Linked DNA regions of Mus musculus: all the other regions are linked to region 2. Evidence: chromatin contacts called from public HiChIP or PLAC-seq and promoter capture Hi-C data. All regions are on one chromosome and are shown on one strand. Each heading gives the region's core, a stretch centred on a gene start, on an enhancer-like site or on the middle of the called end of the contact. The rest is flanking DNA. Distances are from core to core; before and after follow the strand shown. Region 1 overlaps Anxa13 (annexin A13). Region 2 holds the start of Rnf139 (ring finger protein 139). Region 3 overlaps Anxa13 (annexin A13). Region 4 holds the start of Klhl38 (kelch-like 38).

Region 1 (3,151 bases), core at 256-2,755, 550 kb after region 2:
TTACTGTTGTTGTCGTTGGACTATTTCTCAAAACCCCGTAAGACAAAGACAGCCCTTCCCTTCCCAGAATATGCAGACCACATTGGACTCTACTTCAGCCTTCTCCTTGTCTTTTATTAAGATACAATACTGAGAGCTGCTTCTATTCTTGTCATCGGTGGCTCCAGAGAGCTGGTGGCGCAGTAAAGAGGAACTGCTGGAGCTGTTCCGAGGTAGCACAGCTACACCCAGCTCTATTTTAAGGAAAACAATCCAGAGCCTTGGAAAGGGGTCACCCCGCAGCAAGCAGAGATAGGACACAAGTGACTTCCTCACTCTCTTTATCTAACGGAGCACACCTTACAAGGATGAGTTTTTTTCAGAATAACAAAACAAACAAACAAACAAAAAAAAATCAACCCCACCCCCCAACTAAAATTTCAACAAAACAGTTTCTTGGCTTCTTTTTTTCCAATCCAGACCCTCTCAAAGAGCTATTTTAGACACTTATTTTTTTTCAAATTACTATCTTTCCTCACCCAAACTTAACAGCACAGAGAATACTGAATATCTGCTTATGAGCTCCAATGCAAATACTAGTACTTCATATATAAAAAGACTGGGGCTTCTTTTGCTCCCTAAGGAGCAGTCTGCACCCCCTCTCAGAGAAGAATGTGAGTCTTGGAAAGAGAAGGGCCGGAGTAGGCAGAAACTTGGAAGCAGCCAGCAAGCAAGTGTCACAGAGAGCGCCTGGGGCTGTCAGGCCTTGGTGAGCAGAAGTGAGGTGAAGGGGAAGTGGCAGGCTTGTCCCCGCTGCTGTGGCAGAAGCCTTGGCGAAATGAAAGGAGTCAAGCAGCTGAAAACCACAGACATCTTTTTTAAAAAGTGTTCAGTGGAGAGGGAGCGGTACCAACCCAAATTCTGACCCATGCCTTTCGACAAGCGCTTAACAGCTGACGTTGTTCTTAAATATAGCTTCACAGCAGCAAGGCAGTTCTTTCGTTTTTTTATTTCTGTGCCTGGAATTTCTCCCCCTCCTCCATGCCCCCCTTATTCATGTGAGCAGCTTCTTTGCTATTCTGCTAGAGTTTGCTTTCTCTCCTCAGTTCTGAGTCTCTCTCCCTCCCTTCAGGTGCTCTGCCTTCTTTGTCTCTCCAGCTCTCAGCCACTCAGCCCCTGCTGAAGTTCCAGGGAACTCTTGAGAGCAGCAGAGTTCTATAGACCCTGTGAGAGATTGGGTCCCATCAGATGGGTTGTCAGCATTCCATGTTCAATTCCATCTCCAAACGGACCACATGTGAGTGTGGGTCATCTCCATATGTGGTCAGTCTCTCTGAACCGCTTTGGGCCCAGCACATATATGTTTAGGGGATCCTCTAATCTTCCACTTGGACTAGAAAAAAATGCCAGCTGCTCCATCCTGCCCCTCCCCCAGGGCTGGGCATCCAGCCAGCCAGAGGACGCCCAGCAGGGCAGCATCTGTCCTCCAGTAGTCTCTTGATGGAGAGCAGTATCCACAGCAAACAACTCCTTACTCCCTGACCCTCTCCTACCTTTCGCTCTTCTCTTTCTCAGTACAACCACACACAGGAGAAGGGGAGCCTGATGCTTCTCTATGGTTTCTAGGCCTGCTGTGCAAGGCAGAGCTCAAACCAAAACCAAAATCAAAACCAAACAGAAAACTAAACTTTGTTTCTCTATAAGACTTGTTTTGTCCAGTCTGGAAGGTTTTTTTTTGTTTTGTTTTGTTTTTGTTTTTTTTTTTTTTGTTTTTTTTTTTCTGGTGTAGCTCTCCTCTTTGCAGCTGAAAGAGGCTGAAGCAGGACAATGTTTTGTCTGTTTTCCTCCCCATGTCCCTTCTGCCCCGAGTTCTTAAGCTTTCTATGAATTAGACTCAGAAGAAGTCCTACAAATGGTGATCAGTTTGAAATGTGATAACTGGAACCATTATTCCTCCTGATGTGGTACAAGGAAGAAATCATTTCTTTTTAATATATATATAATTTAATGTGTGTGGGTGTTTTGCCTGTATATCAATCCATGCAACATGTATGCTTGATGCCCAGGAAGAGGGCATTGGATTCCTTGGGTGTCTATCTGGAACTGCAGATACAGTTATGAGCTGCCATGTGGGTGCTGAAAATCAAACTGGGTCTTCTGGAAGAGCAGTCAGTGTTCTTAATGGCTGAGCCAGCTCCCTGGCCCCCCGGCTCCCCAGCTCCCCAGCCCCCCATGCTTAATTTTAAACCTCTGGAAAATCATCTTACCTTCTACCAAACACTGTCAAACTATGATTTGGAAAACCACCTACCTGTTTGTATATAGCTCTGTGGCCCAGAATGACTCCTTTTCAAACACCTATAAGACATTCAAAAGAAAAATGTTTTGTAACAATGAAAATATATGCAGTTTAGGAGGCTCAGAGGTTAAGAGCCCTGGCTGTTCTTCCAAAGGACCCAGATTTAATTCTCAGCACCCACATGGCAGCTTACAAATCTCTGTAACTCCAGTTCCAGGGGATCTGACACCCTCACACACATGTGCAAGCAGTCAAAACACTAGTATACACAAAATAAAAATAAATAAGCCATTTTTTAAAACTTTAAAAAGTATGCAGTTTAAATTTTAGCTCCCATAAATAAAATTTGAATGGAATATGTGCATGAGTAAGTGTATACATACACACATAAAGAAACACATATTTTTAGGGAGCTAAAGTAGGCTTTCTTTTTCTTATCCTCCAAATGTAAATATAATGCCAGCCTAGCTCCTGATGGCTGTTTAAAGATATAATTAATGAGTATGGTGGCGTAGGAGAGTGTTTGCCATTTACAACGCACGTACCATGGATGCTGTCACCTACGTAGTTGTCGTCATCCTTCCCACAGGTGGACCTGCAGGGGATAAAGGCCAAGTTCCAGGAGAAGTATCAGAAGTCTCTCTCTGACATGGTTCACTCAGATACCTCTGGGGACTTCCGGAAACTGCTGGTAGCTCTCTTGCACTGATCCAAGCCTGAGGAGAAACCCCCATAGCAGGATTCTTCCTCGGAACAAATCAAATTTGGAAATGGGTGAAAACCCTTCACCCCCTGGATTGTTTATTCATGGATTTAAAAGGAGCCCCAAGGCTAAATTGTCGAAGTCGGGAGCAGCCTCCTCCAAGGGCTTGA
Region 2 (2,968 bases), core at 131-2,630:
TTCTAACGCTCTGGCAAACACCAGCTGTGCACCAGAAACCAAACACCTAACTTCTCCAACCTCATTTCCTCACCTGTAAAGTCTAAATAACACGATCCACCTTTGAGGAGTGACCGACGGATTAGGTAAAACCTGTGAGAATGCTTTCTAGCAGACAAATGTAGAAGAGTTACTGCCAAGAACAAAACTGCTTCTTTATTGACGCTCCTTTTCTGGGAGAATAAGGCAGCAGAGGCGCTCGCACTTCTCAAGGTCTTGGTCAGGACCTCACTACCAGGTACCCGCACCCCCAACCTTTCAATAGCAAGAACCCACCTAAAAACTCATCGTAATGATCTCATCAACAAAACCTGCCAAGCTGTAATTATCTGGAAAAGATCTCTTTATGTGTTTCTCACTTCTGGTATGTAGCACAGAGAGAAATAGAAAGTGAAATATAAAATACTTTTAGCACTCAATCCATATGAAATGAAGACTGATCTTTCTAGTCTCCCACAGATGTCTCATCACCCTGGGATGGTAAGCTTTCATAGTCACATCCAACACCTTATTATTTACTCATAGAAAGAGTTTAGGGGTTCGTTGTAAGTATAACCTTCCTCGCGGTGACTTTTGGAAATGGTTTCAAGGACTGACATTCATGGCTTGAGTGGCCATTTACCTCAAGTACTTCACGATCCGGTGGACTCCAAGACACAGAAGTGACAACGTATTCTGCACTGTGAAATGGGTAGACAGGGGGCTCAAGCTCTGGCTCAAGTCCAAGGTCACACACGGCGAGACCCGGAGAGCTGTTTTTCCAGGGCTGTCGCATAGGACGCTGGAAGCCAGCAGTCATTCCCCAAGAGAAACAGCAGACAGACAGCCGCATGCTCACACAGCCGTGCTTTCTCCTCGCCCATCCAGGTGCCAACCGAGCAGGGCACAGACCCGCCAGCACCACTCAGCTGTCAACGCTGGCACGAGTACCACGGGTCCCCGCACCCCCGCCAAAAGGCCCTCTGGGGAACCAGACCGTGGTTCCCCAAGCCGCGTGCCACCAGTGCCCTGCCGTTCCCGTCGGCCTGGGAGAGGGCACGCCTCGGCCAGCGGGCTAGCCCTACGCCGTCCTTACCAAGGAGCCGGAGAAAGATCTGAAGCCCGATGCAGAACCGGCTTTGGCTGGAATCGTAGTAGGAGTTGAAGATGGCGTCGATGATGTAGAGGCAGGGCACCCGGAGCGCCACTTCGAGCGCCGCCCAGACCTGCTGCTGGGCCATCCGCACCTGCTGCTGCGGGGGCCCCACCGCCGCCATGAGCCGCTGCCACACCGGGGCTGGGCGGGCCGGGCCAGGCAGGGCGGCGCGGGGGAGGCCCGGGGCCGCGGCCGGGGCGGGCGCCGACGAAAGTGGCTCCGCCCCCGGCCGCCTCCTGTCCTGTGTCCCGGCCCGGCCCGCCCCGCCGCCCGCTCGCGTCCCTCGGTGGAGCAGGGGGCGGCGGCAGCGGCTGCCGGGAGGCCTCGGGGCGTCGGTGTTTCCGGCCGGCTAGGGTCTGGCTCCTCCTCCCTCCAGCGCCTCCCCCGCCAGCGGAGCCACCATCTTGACCCCGCCTGCCTCGGCCGTTGCTGCCGTTGCGAGGCCCCCGAGGCGGCGCCCGCGGTCACTCGAGAACGCGGAGCCGGCGCCGCGGCCCTGCGTCACAATCCGGCGCGCCGCGCAGCGTCAGCACGCGGGGCCCGGCGAGCCTCGAGCGTTGCCATGGTCCCCGCCCGCTTCGGCTCGCCTAGCCTCGCCTCGCCTCGCCGCGGGGTGGCGCTCGCGTCGCCGGCCCGCCGCGTCCCAGCGCCCGAGCGCCTGTGAGTGGCTGCCCCTCGGTGTTGGCGTGCCCCGAGCGTGGGATGCTGGGCTACTGCGCACCGACAGTGTTAAATGTCTAGTAGAGCCCAGTGAGTGTCCCTTGAACTCGCCTCGTCCTGCTTGGGAGATGAAAAGCTGGAGGACGCCGCCCTGCCTACCTGCCTCTCCCCACCCAGAGGCCAGGCCTGAGGAATGGCAGGGGAAATAACCTGCGAGGCTGCACAGGGCGATCCCAGCCAGACTTGGCACTGGCCTTGAGTTGTTAGGTGTTGCCAAGAAAAACACACTCGCATCTGTTTACACATCTCCCTCCCTGTCCCCGTGGACGGTCATGCACATTTTATTAATGGCTTCGGAGCCTGACTTACGAGCAAGAACCCAGAACTCTCTGAGGTCTTTGATTTATCCTTGTCCTGGATAAATCCTTAATCAGAGTTGAGCGCATTCTTTCGCCGCTCTTTCTTGCCTATCAGTGGAATTGGTATGACCTGGCTGTTGTTTCTCTGTTCCTTCTCCAGCAAAGGAAGAGAGTAAGGTCAGAGGCTGAACTGTAGACTTAGCTGTTTTGGTTTAAGGAACACAAAATCGCAAACCAGGAAGCCTGGTTGACTTGGGCTCCTAGCTCAAAGCGCACAAGCCAGTTTACAGCAGGACTCTAGAAGTTGGACCTCCCTTCCCACTCCACCCCACACCCGCACAGGGAGGAGGTCTGTAAATAAAATTATCAGACTTTAACAGAACCCTTTTGGGGGAAGGTGTTTGGAGCAGGAAGATGGCACCTCCACCCAGTTTTGTGGTTTGGGCTTTGTTTGCTCACTTTCCCCTCTTCCATCTGTATACGAGGCACTGTAGGCCCCGGTTTTCTTTTACCAAAGCCTCTATATCAGCTATTACGATAGGCATTTGCTCTACCTGTTTTATCAAGGTTGAGACTGGTTTAGATAAAACGAATTGCAAGATCACAAAGGTGCTAACAGGTGGGACTGTGTATGCCCCAGACCAACAAGAATCAAAACCAGAGTTTGAACCTAATGGTATCTTAAAGCTTAAAACTTCGGTTTGTTTTGCTTCTTTCACCCACAGCCAAATTCTGTAACTGAGTCCTATCCTTCCTATAGCCGCTGTCACCATCC
Region 3 (2,965 bases), core at 306-2,805, 530 kb after region 2:
TGATTTGGCCTCCTACCTATACAGTTTTAATCCTGATCTGTTACTTTGATGTTTATCTGTTATGTATGCAAACATATTGTCTTTCCAGTTTAGTGCTAATGAAAGTGTCTTTTTTAAAAAAGATTTATTTATTTTACATATATGAGTACACAGTACCTGTCTCTAAACACACCAGAAGAGGGTATCGGATCCTATTACAGATGGTTGTGAGCCACCATGTGGTTGTTGGAAACTGAACTCAGGACCTCTGGAAGAGCAGTCAGTGCTCTTAACTGCTGAGCCATCTCTCCAGCCCTGAAAGTGTATTTTTAAAACAACTGAGGAAAAACAAAATTTATTGACTGAGTGAAGGAAAACCTTCACACTTAGATTATTATTATTATTATTATTATCATCATCATTATTAAAATAATAAGGAGATTGGCATGCATAAGAGAACCCATCATTTGGTGATTAAATCAAGGACTGAAACACAAGGCAGCTCAATAAATAAGCAGGACCTTTCTCTTGCAGAGAACTAAAAGCTAAAAACTACTCCCTTGTCAATTCACATAGAATCTCTGACAAACTAAATGATGTCTCTCCTGTATGGATGGCACTGATCTAGGCCAGCAAGAGAATTTAATGAGGTTCCCTCAGCTTTGACAAATCCTGCTCCTTGGATCTACTTGGCCTATCCATCATGGAGGACATATATTCCAGAGACACTGGCTTTGTTTGAGAGAAAAGGACACACAAGATGGGTTGCTATGAAAATCACTTATAGAGTTAGCCAGAGCAATCAATTGTCCTTAAGAACAGAGAAGACCCTTCTCCCATGACCACCCAAGGCCATCTGGCCCCATGGAGTACCAGCCATCTCTCTGGGGACCAAGTTTCCCCAGCTGATTTCCATAAACATCCACTCGTAGAGCGGCATCTGCCCTGTGTGTGGACAAAGGTGTGATCTTCTAGTTGGTTGTCAGATCCAGCAAAACTAACTTAAGAACAACTGTATTATCCACCTCACCCTTCGCATTATTTCCTCTCTAGGCCAAAGAGAGAAGCCATCACCACGGCTTTGATGCAGACCGAGATGCCAAAAAGCTGTACAAAGCCTGCAAAGGAATGGGTAGGAAGATCATTTTCTTCACTTATTTTATTTTGAAATTGATTAAGCTTGATGTCATAACCAACTTTCCCATAGCGACAGGAAGGTGACCTGCCTGTCATATGGATTCTGATCTCTTCCAGGGATTTATTTGAGGTCCCCAAGTTATCAAAGGGGCTCCTTACTTTTTCTTTTGAGGCTATTGGAAGCTAAACCTGTGATATTTAATTAGACCTTGAAGTTATGGGGAACTTCATTAGAAGTGAAGTTTATTCCATCTTAATCTTCTCTAAATTTCTTTGGCCTTTTCCATGGGAGGATGTGAGGAATCAGATCTGGCCAGAGCTGTATTCATGGTGAGGGAGAGGCAGCTAACAGACAAGCCCTGCTTGGCAGTGGCAGCTCCGGGGAATCAGAGGGAAAGACCAGGGGTTGTGGCTTCCTGCTCACCTCCTGCTCTGACTCATCTCTGGCTTACTCCTGGCAGACAGCTGTCAAGGGAAGGCCTTGTGTGGAAGCCTCAGGATGTTTATGCCTGAGGTTTGCTGAGTGGAAGAGAACTCCAGGGTACTTTCCAGGAAGCTGAGACGTCCCTGATGCTCTGTGGTGAGGTCCAGATACCTAGCCATGGGTTGCAGACCTGGGTTGGGTGTGGTAATGATGTAGCATGCTTAATATGAACTTCTGTTTTTTGGTTTTTTGTTTTGTTTTGTTTTGACCTAGAGTTTATTTTTAAAAACACTTGGGCTGAGTACCTACTGAGTGCCAGAATCAGAGTTCTCATGCCCCTCTTGCATGTGACCACAGAATGGAGCCAACATGCTTGTTCCTCTGTAGAGTGCCTGCGTGACCACTGTCCAGCTCAGTGTCACACATCCATCATCATTCTGCTCACTCTTCCCAGCAAGCCTGTAAAATCGATGAGATCATAAGGACTATCAGATGGGAATAAAAGGCTCGGTGTAAAACATTTGCCCCAAATCATAAAATTATGAAACAAAGGGTGAAGCTGTTAGACACTTGGCCACCTGAGAGATCTCTGACTTGGTAGAAAATATAGAATCTTGCCTCTGTGGACAAGGACACACTGAAGCAAACCTAGATCACAGACATAATTTGACTTGAAGACTTTGTATGACATCCCTGCTGGGGCAGAATTTAAAGGTCTAAAGGGAAGCTCTCCAACAGTCACAATGGTCACTTTACTACTTAAAATATTGCTTTGAGATAAGGACTTGCTTTATAGTGCAGGCTAGCCTCAATAACGGCAATCCTCCTTCCTCAGTGCTGGGATTATAGGTATGGGCCACCTCATACAGCTTTGCAAATTACGCTGCAGCTCTATGTGGTCGTGAACGTGCAAAGCAAAATCTGTTGTCAGGGGGCTTCTACCATCACTTTCTACCTTGTTTAGCCCAGGGTACCTTCAGTTTCTGAGCACCTATGTTTCAGGTGTAGACCACTTTTTACATAGGTGCCAGGGATCTGAACTCACACCCTCTTGCCTCCGCAGCAAATCATTTACTCACTGAACAATCTTCCCAGCTCTGTTTTGTTTGAAGACAGGGTAGTCTAGGCTAGCCTTGGACTTGTGTACCTGAGGCTGGCCTGAACCGATCCTACTGCCTCCATCTCCCAAGGGCTGGAGCCAAAGGCAAGTGCCGCCACACCCAATTTCACTTCAGTTTTTAAGAAGCTAAATTTTAAAAGAGAAAAATATACAAGTTATATTGTTTTGATGATACACTTTTGTTACCCCCAATTTATACAAAATATCATTTTATCTCACTATGGACATAAAATTATAGATGAAGTATTTTACATTCTAGTTTATTTTTATTTGCACTAAGCAGCCATGACAGGTTAGAAACTGAG
Region 4 (3,352 bases), core at 782-3,281, 570 kb after region 2:
GACGGTGCAACAGAAGATGGACCAAGGGAAGATGCACATAAAAGCACAGAGTACAGAACGAAGGGTCATCGGGCCCCTTTCAGAGATGTAACTGCTCACCCGTGTCATCAGCATGCCACAGAAGCCCAGGAATGGCCAGCATCCCTGATCCCTTTGTCACAGGCTCTCTGCTGCCACCTACTTCTGCCTCTAGACTCCTGAACCTAATGTCATGCTTTGGGTATCCATTTTGTCTATGAGCTGCTGAATTCTTTGGGGGTATGACCTATCACCATGAATGAGAATACTCCTTCCACCCTGCCTCAAGTATCTTAGAAGCCAAGTCAGTCCTAACTCCCCAGTGGAGATACTAACACATATATGTGCATGGACTTATAAGCTGTCTGATGAAGCAAGTATAAAAATATGCAAGTGGGAGGTGTGTTTCTGGGAAGAGTCAGGAGACCAACCAGCCTCCTCCTAAGAAGCGCTCTTGACACGGGAGCCAGCAGAGGTGTGACATGGAGCCTGGCAAGTCCTGACTTGTCTTCCCAGAGGTTACTCTGTGCCAACAAGGTGGAGGTAGTAACAGTGGAGAAACTAGAAACAAGGACTGTCACAAAAGTCTGAGCAATGTGGGAAGAGGAAGCCAGGCCTTTATGTGGCTCACTCGTGACTAGAGCAATCATGGACAGCAGTGCCCAGATGAGTGACACATGCTTGTCCCGCCCCCAGCCCTTCTGGTGATCCAACGCTCATTACTGTGGACCTGACCGCCTCTGCCATTGCCTTCTTCACCCCCACCAGTATTTCCCTTCTCTTCTTTCTTCAGGTCCTCCTGCTCCTCCTCTTCTTTCCACCCTCTTTCCCTCTATAGTACCTTTTCTTCCTCCTCTTCCTCCTCATTCTTTCTCCCTCCCTCTCCTCCTTCCTCCCTCCCCTCCTTTCTCCTCAGCTTCTTCCTTCCATCCCTCTCTGTCTCCCTCCACCTTGCCTTCTCTTCCTCCTTCTCCCTCCTTCTTCAGTCTTTCTTTCCTCTCCATTTTATTTTTCTTATCTTCTCTTCCTCTTCCCTCCCTCCCTCTTGCTTTCTCTTTCCCTTCCTTCTTTCTCCATCCTTCCCTCCTCTTCACTCTCCTCTACCCCTTCTGATCCTCTCTTCTTCCTCCTCCTCCTTTCTCCTCATCCCATTCTCCACTGCTCTTTTTCCACCTGGATCACTGTGCCTTGCCCCTTGCATCTAACTCACTTCTGTCTGGTGAGAGGAGACAGAAAAGGAAGGCTGAGTGTAAGAGAGCCCAGCTGAAGAGCAGTTAGCAGGTATCCAGAAGGGGCAGGTGGCAGACTCAACAGTTGTTATAAGTCAGAATACACAAATAGGGAGCGAGAAAGGAAGGGAGGGAGGAAGGGAAGGAGGGAGGGAGGGAGGGAGGGAGGGGGGGAGACAGACAGACAGACATGGGGACAGAATGCCTGATTAGAGTCAGGACTTTCACAAGACTATACAGATTACTAAAAATATTTAAGAAGCAAGCAAGCAAGCAAGCAAGCAAGCAAGCAAGCAAGCAAGCAAGCAAAAAACAAGCAAAAAGAGCCTTTCCTCTGGGCTCCTTTGCCTTGATAGCCTAAAAGGGAAACTGGAGCCCTCACAGAAGTCCTCTCAGGCAGGAGGTGCTACATGGATGTCCCCTGAAGAGCACCCAGGGCTCTGTCCACTCTCTGCCCCTCCCATGAGCACCTGCTACCTCGACTGTGACCCAGAGCTGCCTTCAATGATTCTGCACAGGTCACAGCAACCTGTTTACAGACATCTAGAGTTCCCAGGCACTCTTAGGACAAGGGGCTCGGGATGTGTCCAAATGGGCAGCAAAGCCTTGTTCAGAGAACGCGTTCCTCTCTTTCTATTTATACCGATGTAAACACTCGCCAAGGAAACAAGGCATGTGGGCATGCGCAGCCCTGCAGGCCCTCGGGTGGCTGCAAAAGGCAACTGGAAAGTCACATGTCATAACATTGGAAAGTACATATGCGGCTATTCTTAGCCTTGGAATGTATACACTGTCTGCCTGCCCGGCAGCCCTTGTACAGAGCTCTAGAAACTGTGAAAGTGCCTGCAGCATAAACAAACCCAGAACTCTCCGAGGACAGAGAACTTGCCAACGGAAAGGCCCGGGCTTTATGGTTTTATTCCGAGCCTAAGGTAGAAATCTTGAGAGGACAAGACAGACCCAGCATCAGTGGATGTCACTGCAGCAAAACAAGGTAAGTGTCCCTCATATGTCATTTCTCAGCAGGCAGACAGCCAGTGTCACCAATAAACCACAGAAGTGTTTGGTCTTTGTTCTCTATTAATTGCATCTTTAAAATAAAAACCAAAGAGCCCAGAGTCTTCTATCTAGATCTTGCAGCAGCCCACTGTGACCCCATCACTTCTGTGACCAGATGACCACACCCTCGAATTCTAGCCTTGGTGAGCAACTAACCCTCAGAAAGATTCCTAGATGAATTACCTGGCAAATCTGATGAGAATCTGGACAAAAGTGTACCTTTCTTATCAAAGGCATGGACTATTCTCGTGTCAGGCTAATATGTGAGTCCCTGACTATTCACTTTGGTTGGAAGATGCCTGTGCATAGCTGGAGATGCTGTGTGTCTTTTATCTCTGAAGATAATAACAGCCTGAAGTAGATCACTCTGTGGTCTAGGGTGAGGGTGGTTTCCTCTTGGATGTACAATGTGGTCTACTGTTCGTGATTCCACTGTCTTGGTAAATAGATAGTGGTAAATAGATAAATGAGACTTGGAGCCCCCACAGCTAACCCTTCCAGTGTACTCTGTGAGAAAGCCTTGATTTTGCTTCCGTCTGAAGCATCCCTTCTTCTTTGTAGGATGGATGAGGAGTTACCAGATGGGGTTGTCTTCAAAGACCACAGCTTCTCCTCTGACTTGTTAAGACAGCTCAATGGCTTAAGACAAAGCAAGATCCTGACTGATGTGAGCATCTGCTCCGGGGCCTGGGAGGTCCCTTGTCACCGCAGTGTGCTGGCCTCCAGCAGCCCCTACTTCAAGGCCATGTTCTGCAGCCACTTCCGGGAGAGCAGAGAGGCCAAAGTGCAGATGAAAGGCATCAGTTCCACAACTCTGGAGCAGGTCATTACGTATGTGTATACGGGAGAGGTTCATATCTCAGCTGCCAACGTCCTCCCACTGATGGAGGCTGCTGCCATGCTGCAGTATCCCCGGGTGTTTGAGGCCTGCTCCTCATACCTCCAGAGCCAGCTGGCCCCCAGCAATTGCCTGGGCCTAGTCAGACTCGCAGAAATCTTAAGCTGTGACAGCCTTAAGAAGAAAGCGAAGGAGGTGGCCCTGACTT

The links. Promoter capture Hi-C pulls out the DNA fragments that hold promoters and counts their contacts. HiChIP or PLAC-seq counts read pairs in DNA pulled down with a chosen protein or histone mark.
Region 1: a contact with region 2 is called in a promoter capture Hi-C map of pre-B cells, with 2.4 times the contacts expected there. The contact joins the enhancer-like site here to the promoter of Rnf139 in region 2. A contact is called at or near these places in 10 of 39 promoter capture datasets (the 3T3-L1 cell line, the C10 cell line, cranial neural crest and 6 more), 1 of 15 datasets of contacts at CTCF or cohesin (the NIH/3T3 cell line), 13 of 115 datasets of contacts at active chromatin or transcription factors (the NIH/3T3 cell line, the SCID.adh cell line, bone marrow-derived macrophages and 7 more) and 1 of 9 other capture datasets (embryonic stem cells).
Region 3: a FOXA1 HiChIP or PLAC-seq map of pancreatic cancer cells shows a contact between it and region 2. The contact joins the enhancer-like site here to the promoter of Rnf139 in region 2. A contact is called at or near these places in 11 of 39 promoter capture datasets (the 3T3-L1 cell line, the C10 cell line, the HPC-7 cell line and 7 more), 26 of 115 datasets of contacts at active chromatin or transcription factors (the 230-238 cell line, the NIH/3T3 cell line, the SCID.adh cell line and 16 more) and 2 of 9 other capture datasets (adipose tissue and embryonic stem cells).
Region 4: an H3K4me3 HiChIP or PLAC-seq map of bone marrow-derived macrophages shows a contact between it and region 2, with 3 times the contacts expected there. The contact joins the promoter of Klhl38 here to the promoter of Rnf139 in region 2. A contact is called at or near these places in 3 of 115 datasets of contacts at active chromatin or transcription factors (bone marrow-derived macrophages, embryonic limb bud and large pre-B cells).

What each region holds. Positions count from the first base shown.
Region 1 is chr15:58,341,710-58,344,860 of GRCm38.p6, reverse strand. It overlaps Anxa13 (annexin A13), which reads left to right. Exons shown (of 8, transcript NM_027211.2): 8 at 2,868-3,151. The coding sequence ends at 2,987. Among named protein-coding and RNA genes, the nearest start is that of Klhl38, 19 kb to the right of the region's middle. Within about 2 kb of position 1,505, at least 126 of the 459 cell types and tissues checked have an H3K27ac peak or open chromatin away from gene starts, as enhancers often do. A contact at or near this core is called in the SCID.adh cell line, bone marrow-derived macrophages, cardiomyocytes and 2 more, where this site is marked.
Region 2 is chr15:58,887,641-58,890,608 of GRCm38.p6, reverse strand. Rnf139 (ring finger protein 139) reads right to left here and starts at 1,380. Exons shown (of 2, transcript NM_175226.4): 1 at 1,115-1,380. The coding sequence starts at 1,295. It also overlaps a transcript of Tatdn1 not described here.
Region 3 is chr15:58,362,216-58,365,180 of GRCm38.p6, reverse strand. Anxa13 (annexin A13) reads left to right here. Exons shown (of 8, transcript NM_027211.2): 2 at 1,033-1,111. Among named protein-coding and RNA genes, the nearest start is that of Anxa13, 26 kb to the left of the region's middle. Within about 2 kb of position 1,555, at least 51 of the 459 cell types and tissues checked have an H3K27ac peak or open chromatin away from gene starts, as enhancers often do. A contact at or near this core is called in the 230-238 cell line and pancreatic cancer cells, where this site is marked.
Region 4 is chr15:58,322,848-58,326,199 of GRCm38.p6, reverse strand. Klhl38 (kelch-like 38) reads left to right here and starts at 2,031. Exons shown (of 4, transcript NM_177755.3): 1 at 2,031-2,241; 2 at 2,868-3,352. The coding sequence starts at 2,869.